Regions from separate parts of the Drosophila melanogaster genome. Here region 1 is linked to region 2. Evidence: chromatin contacts called from public targeted proximity ligation data. All regions are on one chromosome and are shown on one strand. The core of a region is the stretch at or near the end of the contact, and the rest is flanking DNA. Distances in the headings are between cores, read along the strand shown.

Evidence for each region.
Region 1: a contact with region 2 is called in a targeted proximity ligation map of the Kc167 cell line, with 4 times the contacts expected there.

What each region holds. Positions count from the first base shown.
Region 1 is chr3R:23,869,843-23,873,593 of dm6, forward strand. All of the region lies in intron 2 of Pli (Pellino), which reads right to left. Among named protein-coding and RNA genes, the nearest start is that of snRNA:U1:95Ca, 12 kb to the left of the region's middle.
Region 2 is chr3R:23,317,987-23,321,807 of dm6, forward strand. All of the region lies in intron 3 of pnt (pointed), which reads right to left. Among named protein-coding and RNA genes, the nearest start is that of lncRNA:CR46090, 14 kb to the right of the region's middle.

The DNA of each region.
Region 1 (3,751 bases), core at 234-2,733, 550 kb after region 2:
ACGATCTTTGGACTGCAAGGAGATGTGCATTTAGGTAATTCATTAGAACACTTGTACCATAAAATATCTTCTACACGTAAAATATACAGAGCGCAGGACTGTGTATCTTTCAGATACAACTTATTGTTATCGACTGGCAGGGTCAAAGAGTTTTTGGGTCTGGGCTGGGTTTTTTAAGCCTTGTTAGCGGCGGCTCACTAATTCCATTTATGCAAATTGCCGCTCGTCAATTTCTTAACCACTTTTCTTTAAGCACCCGGTTGGAAAAACAACAAAGATAGCTCTTTCTTTGTCCCACACTCGCTTTCAGTTTGTTACATAATCAGCAGAAATTTCATTTAAAAGCTTGTTTGGCGTCGCTGGTAGTTTGGTCTTATATTGTATTGTATTTTTCTTACAAAACACATGTCTAAACTGAACAATGAAAGCTATACTTTTTTGTCCGGCACTGCTCCCTGATCTTGCCAGTTTTTGGATTTTTTTGTTTGCCTATGCAGCCGCACGTCTCGAACAATATTTTTGCCATCGCCTTGCCTTTCCCAGCTGCTTTTTTGGCAAACAAATTTGCACTACTCCATCGCACCCAGGCGACCAAAACAAAGCTGACTAAAATTAAACAAACAAACAGACGGCCAGGGCAGCAAAAAAAAAAAGTGTATTTAGTTTACTTGGCAAAAGCAAACGTCTGAGCTGCTCTTGAGCACGTTTTTTTTTTTTTGCAAAGACTCTATGCAAAAAGAGGTATGGTGAATATATCTAGACATCCAAACTAGTATGAATAAATAGTATTTATCTATTTATCGGATTATTTGTAAGCCTACCAAATATCTGGTTTCGTATCAACATTCTAAAGCTATAAATAAATATCTCGATTAAAGAGAATGTAAGTCAGGAAGTCTATACTTATATCTTATCTTAACTATAAATATAAAGACAATTTATATTTTCTTTGGAATTCACTTTATATATTGTTAGCTTTTAGTTCTCAGCGCTGTAAACTTCTATTGGCCGAGAAGAGTATTTTCGGAACCCTTTGATCGTTGCGTGGCTAGATTTCCTCAAGCTTTGGCTACATTATGTTCCTAAGTTTATGGATTTTCCTTTGCCGACTGACAGTAGTATTCGTTTTTAGTTTTTACCCTCCTCGTTTTTATTTTGTCTAAAAATAAAAAAAGCACGCGGAGTGCCAAGATGGAGAAACAACCCATTTCGCTTTTCATTCGTGGAGTGTTTCTATTTCTGCAGTAGCCTCCATTACCAAGTTGTCTGCTCCGATTTGGTGCATTGTTTTGTCTCACTTTTGGCTGGGATGCATTAGTGGCATAGAAAACCGAACTGCTCCCATCACCGCCTCCCTGCAGTTTGTCATCGTAATGAAAGCATGAATATGCTAATTTCTTCGTTTTTATGGCCAAACGTCATTATCGCTCGCGTTGCTTTCAGCAATTTTAATAAACAAATGCCAAGTGCTGGGTTGAGCTGCGCACGACTTTTTGCTGCCAGTATGCGTGATTATGAAACTAATGACAAGCTTATAGATAGAAGAAATAAACAGTGGAGAATGAAGGGAACGATATTTGCTTGCCCGACTATAGAAACCATTCTCCCATGATCATCATCTTCATCATCAACATCACCATCTTCTCAATAGATGGCATTTAATTATTCTGCCCCTCTAAATGGATCTGGGAACGGTCAGCAAAAATAAGACACTGAAGTACTGCATGTGCCATAACCATTTCATCATCTATTCTTTTAGCTGTGTGTATATGATGTCATGGGTTCACAAGTTTGATATGCACTTTTTTTTTTATATTGCGATAACACTTTTGGACTTTGATAAGAAGCAAGTGGCGCAGTGTTGGCCACAGGTTGTTAAACTCATTAGCACCCAAAAAATATTAGAAGGGAAGAATAAATCATCCGCAAAGAGAATAAAGTAATACTCGTAGTGATAGAAACAAGACTAGATGTTACCCTTGTGGAAATGTATTTTTACTTCTTTATTCATAGTTTACACTTTACACTTATGTTTAGAGTTGGTTTTCACGTAATTGTAAACATTATCACTTGGCATTCTTCGCTGCTTTGTTTTTTGCCATATTCCAGGGTATTTGCATGTGCAGCAGCAAAGGCGAAACGAAATCGCAGCTAGTTTGATGGGGCATTAAGTTATTTCTACCGCTGCGTGTGGGCGGTTCCTCTGTCGGCCCGTAGTTGGTCGGAAAGCGCTTAATTATGTTGGCCCTCCTTCACCTACCAATTCCCCTCTAAACTGCTTCGAAACGTCCCAAAACCAACAGCACGCCTCGGCCTAATGAGCAAACGGAAATTGAAACTTTTTGGCGCTGTTTAAATAAGCATTTAAACAAAATGTGACATAATTTGGCCAAATGAAAGGCGAGTGAAAAGTGTGTGTAGAAAAACCAAAGCGTTACATTTTGCAGGTGCTAAAAGCAAACGCAGCAGAAACAAAGCAGAAAAGAAAAGCTAAGAAAGCAAAACAATAAAGAAAAAGTTATGAAAATTGTCGACACAGATGCGTGACTAAAATCGTTATGACATAATAAACACATCGACCAAAAGCAAGGAAATAAAGTAACTAAACCAAGCTATCGCCTATTTTATAATAATAAATAAATCTAAACGAGAGGTTCCCTACTTTCCTGAAAGTTGATTAAGAAACTCCATCTATAAGTTCTATTTATGATAAAAAAGCCAAAGAAGTAAATTGGAAATAGGGAAAAACTGGCACAACAATTATCTGACAAGCCATTATCAATCGATCGTCAGTCTATTGACCCATATAAACGCCTCAGTTCGGTTCGGATCGATTCCAACCCGAATACCCACCACTCCAGAGGGCATTTGAAAGAACCTCCATTTGCTCAACTAATCGTAGATCAATCATTAGAGCGGCAAAACCCTTTCGATACCCTTACTTTGTGGCGTTACCAATAAGCGATAATAACGATAAGGTAATCCCGTGAATGAAATGAAACTCCAGTAATGGAACCAAAATGCTCACATATGAGGTTACCCATAGAGGGGGATTACACTGCGGCTAAAAGATTTCCCTTACCACTTAAAATCAGTTCTCACTGGCCGCTTAAATGACATTAAACATATTGATCCTTAAAATAGTTGTGCCTTTATTTACTCCACAATATCAATCACCTTTAATTACCGAACTCTAATGAACTTCCCGACATATGCCAGAGTATTTCCAGATCGGTGCTACAAAAATAGTTTTCTTTTGCTTTCGAATGCAGTACCTCACCATTTTTGAGGCTCCTTCGTGGCAGCCGATTTCTTTGTTGTCTGCTGCATGTGTGTGGCGGGTTTATTTTTGGTCTTTATCGCTCTTTTCGTTCCTGTTCTGCTGTTCTGAACATGCTCAAGCAGCCATGCATCCATCCATCCATTGGATCGGATCGCATCGCATCGGATCGAATTGAATTGAATCGAGTCCATTCCATTTGTAGCCCCCCAAAAGAATGACTCTATTTTTGGCAGCACTCTAAGATTTATGATCAAACGTCTGCCACTCCGACAGTCGATTTAGCTCACTTTTTGGCCGGCTCTGTCGGCCATGTTTACACACTTTAATTGCCGGTCAGCGGAGAGGAACAGCGGCAACACGACAGGAAATACTCGGGCGGTTTCAAATTGGCTATTTTTTTTTTCTGACCAGCCCGACTTTGGAGCTCCGAGCGATGGCTCTCTGGCCATAATCAAGGCAATTTAATAA
Region 2 (3,821 bases), core at 1,270-3,769:
CTTCGAAAGAGTCCTCTGTCTCATCTTTTGAAGGTCCTTTGACAGCCAGTCAGCCATAAACGATTCGCGCCTCGAGCCAAACAAGGCAACTAATTTGATTGACATTTCAACAGTTTAACATCGATTGGCAGACTTTCGTATTTTAATATATGTATATGCATATATGTAGTTGTTTGTTTGGGTTTGATGAACGCTTCTCATTTAGTGCTTAAATCGTAAATTAAGTCAATAAAAGGGGCGTTATAAGAGGAATTAAATAAATACAAATTCAAACAGAGGCAAAATGTGACAAGTTCTTGGAAAATGTTGTCAACATAAAAAAAGGCATAGCCGCAAAATGCATTGGTTTGATTTTAGACCAGCAAATACCCTAGAACATAAAATATATATAATATATATAAAATAATTACTATACATTTTTGTCCATTTACTTATTTCAAAATTTATTCATTTATTTATTTTATTCATTTTTATCTATTTATTCATTTACTAGTGATGTTATCTTTAAAAGTATATTTTTAAATATTTAACACGCTTTTTGATTAAGAATTTTTAAAGAACAAATTCACATATATATTCTTCTACATATTTTCGAGATCACAACATTTCTTCGAATTCTGTAAATGCACCTTAAGTTTCCTTAATATCGAAAAAAAAAACGAGGAAAACAAACTTAAAATTCTCGATAAAAAATGGAAAGAGAATGGCGGACGGACAGACCAACTGAAAATTATATTGAAAGCAAATAAATCAAATAATGTGCAGCCAAATTACGACAAAATACACATTCGAGTATAAATAAATACGTATGCATGACAGGAGGCATGGAGTTGGAGTTGGAATCTTGAAAAGGGGGAGTGAGCGTGTGTGTGTGTGTGTGTATCGTGTGTGTGCGGGGAGTTTTCGATATAAAAATAATTGCAGGAATTGTATGTTGTTGACGACGTTCGAAAAAGAAAAAATACAAAAAAATAAAAGGCCATATAGGAAAAAATCAGCGAGACGATCGGCTTCTTCTTGTTGCACTTTTGCAGCTGAAACAGCAAAAGTAGAAAGAGACGGGGCGAAGCAAGTGTAAAAGAGAAGTGCGCTGGCTAACAAGAAGAAGAGGGAGCTGTGCGACCCTGGTGAAAAAATAAAAAAAAAATGGGGGGGGGGGGAAAAGAAAGAACCGAGGAGTTGTCGTACGAAACTTACTACACCGGAAATATAAAATTACACACTCAACACTTAAATGGCATGTGTGTGTGTGTGTGTGTGTGCGAGTGAGTTGCATGCTGCAGTTGAGATTCTTCGAGATACGTGGAGATGCAGTGCGTCACGTCTACAGGGTGCAAAACGATCGAACCCAATTTGACCGATTGTTCCGTCGGCAAAGGGCAGGGAAACGCAAATTAATTGCCCAATTTGAAAGGTAGGTAGTAGCCCCCATTCGACAATCAATGGACATGAAAAGTGTTGCACCTCAGGTGTGTTCCATAATTATGGGAATATTTATTTAGCCAACTGCACGAGAGAATGATTTACGCACGAAGTGCGCATAAAGCGGATTATATTTATGGCATTTGCTGGGGATTAAGGGTGCAAATACGGTGTAGAAAATCCCAATATCAAGAGAGTGAAATTTTGAGAAGGATATGAAAGTGAAGGGTCCTCAATTGGAAGGGTCCAGCAATAATATCAATTAAAAGATGATGCATTGCATTCAAAAAAAAAAAATGAAAGCATTAATAACGATCAAAAGGAAAGTATTTCCTTTACGATTTAACAACTCTAAACGTTTGATTTAATTAAAATTTCTAAAACTTTTATCATTTTAATTGCTGTACCACATTTAAACCCTCTATGAACTTCTTTTGTGTCCCATTCTCACAGAAAGCGAAATTCGCAGAAAATAAAATTCCCACGCACTTGAACTTGAATTGTTCGTTGTGTTATTTTGACAGATTCCAAATACAAGTCCATATGCAAACATATATTAATGCTTTGCGCTTAAATGGGATGTTAAAAAGACTCAAATTACACAGATACTCACTCGCACACAAGCACAAGCGAAGGCGAGGACTGCCGAAAGATTAACAACACACAATATGTCTGTGTCCTGCAGCTTTTACCTGCTAATGATCCTAATGAAAAGATCGCATACCCTCTCTTTTGGCCGCGGTCATGTCCGACTTGTTGAGTCCTTTGGCGGCTTTTGACCCCTCTCCACTCCCCCAATCTGCGGACGATCAAGGACTCTGCTCGCTTGGCGTCTGTGGCGTGGGAAAAATCGGTCCAAAAAATCGCTCCTTCTGTTCGGTTTCTCTTTTTCCCCCATTTAATATTTCTTTCTTTTTTTTTTTGGCAAAAAAAAATATTTCTCAAGCCGCGCCGAGATCTTGTCTCCCCCTTCAATAATTTCTGCACTGATTTTTCGAAGGGGACTCAGTCTGGATTTTTCGAACTGGACTGAGTCACACTGCAACAGGTAGTGAAATTCAATGGCTGATTACAAAGGCAACCCGCTGTCTAGTAGCCCTCAAAAGTCCAGCAGACAGCTTGACCCTGCGATAGTTATGCATACATATGTACATATATGCAATATATACTCACTAACAGTAGATAGGCCATGGTTGCTGGCAAACATTCTTGACTCATTGCCGATAAAGTCCGGAATTCTAGGAAACATTTCGAGCTGACGGCTCCCCTCTCTCAATTTGTGTCGCCAAGTGCTGTCTTTAATTTGGTTCTTTCATTTTTAATTCCATTCAATTAGCCCATGGAAATCTCACAACACATACAAAACCAATTCACCAGCCTTCTTTGCGAGATCTCTTGTTTAATTGTTCTCTAAATTGATGGTGGGCGGACATGGACGGACACTTTGTCTAATTGCATTTATTCATAATGTACATCAGCATTCGTAGTTTACAACAATTTCAGTAAATTGACCGAGCTTTAAGTGTGCAAAGGAGATTTTGATCGGTAAGATCAAATCGTTAAGGGTTTAGATTAGGATGGCATGCTAGAGTTCTCTTCGTGATGCAGTAAATTCAATTTTAAAATTTTGTTTGATTTTTATTTACTTTCGACCATCTTGCTTAACGATAAACGTGTTTTTGTGCCAACTTGATTATTTGCAGCCGAAAAACCCACAAGTGCATGCATACTCTTACACTGTAACTTGATTTAGCCAAAAAAAAAAAATCTGCTGATAAAAATATATGTTTTACACAATATTCTACGAAATTTCCAGCTTGAAATGCACTTCCAAGAACATGAAAATTTCCATCAGAATATATACATATATGTTTCCGACATAACTTTATAGCCGCGATTATTTGACTCGAAAGTGAGAAACGTTTGGCAGCTATCGCGGCTGTTGTTGTTTTTTCCATCCACACTAGCAGTGAGTAAAAATGTTTATTTAGCAAACGATCAACAGGAGAATACAAATTTATATGGACAGGCCAAAGTCAATCGATGGAAATCCCCAATAACAATTGCAAGCCATAAACTTGATGATCAAACGAAAACTCTCACATTCGGGTGAGTGCGACAAGGAAAGCACTATGCGGACGAAAAAGAGAGGCAAAACAATGCCAAACGGAACTGAGATCAATCGTATGTCCCAGATAACCGAGAATTGGTCGGTTGCTTCGCCTCACCACTGCGATATTCTGGCTAAAAGCAAATAAATTCATTTTTAATATGCCCCAAGGAAACCAAATTCAAGGCAACAAGAAAGAAGAAAAAAATGATGTTTTTCAAATTTTTATGGGTATTTTGTTTCAACAAGAAAAACAAAGGCCTAGACATTAAAGAACACAAACAGCAGA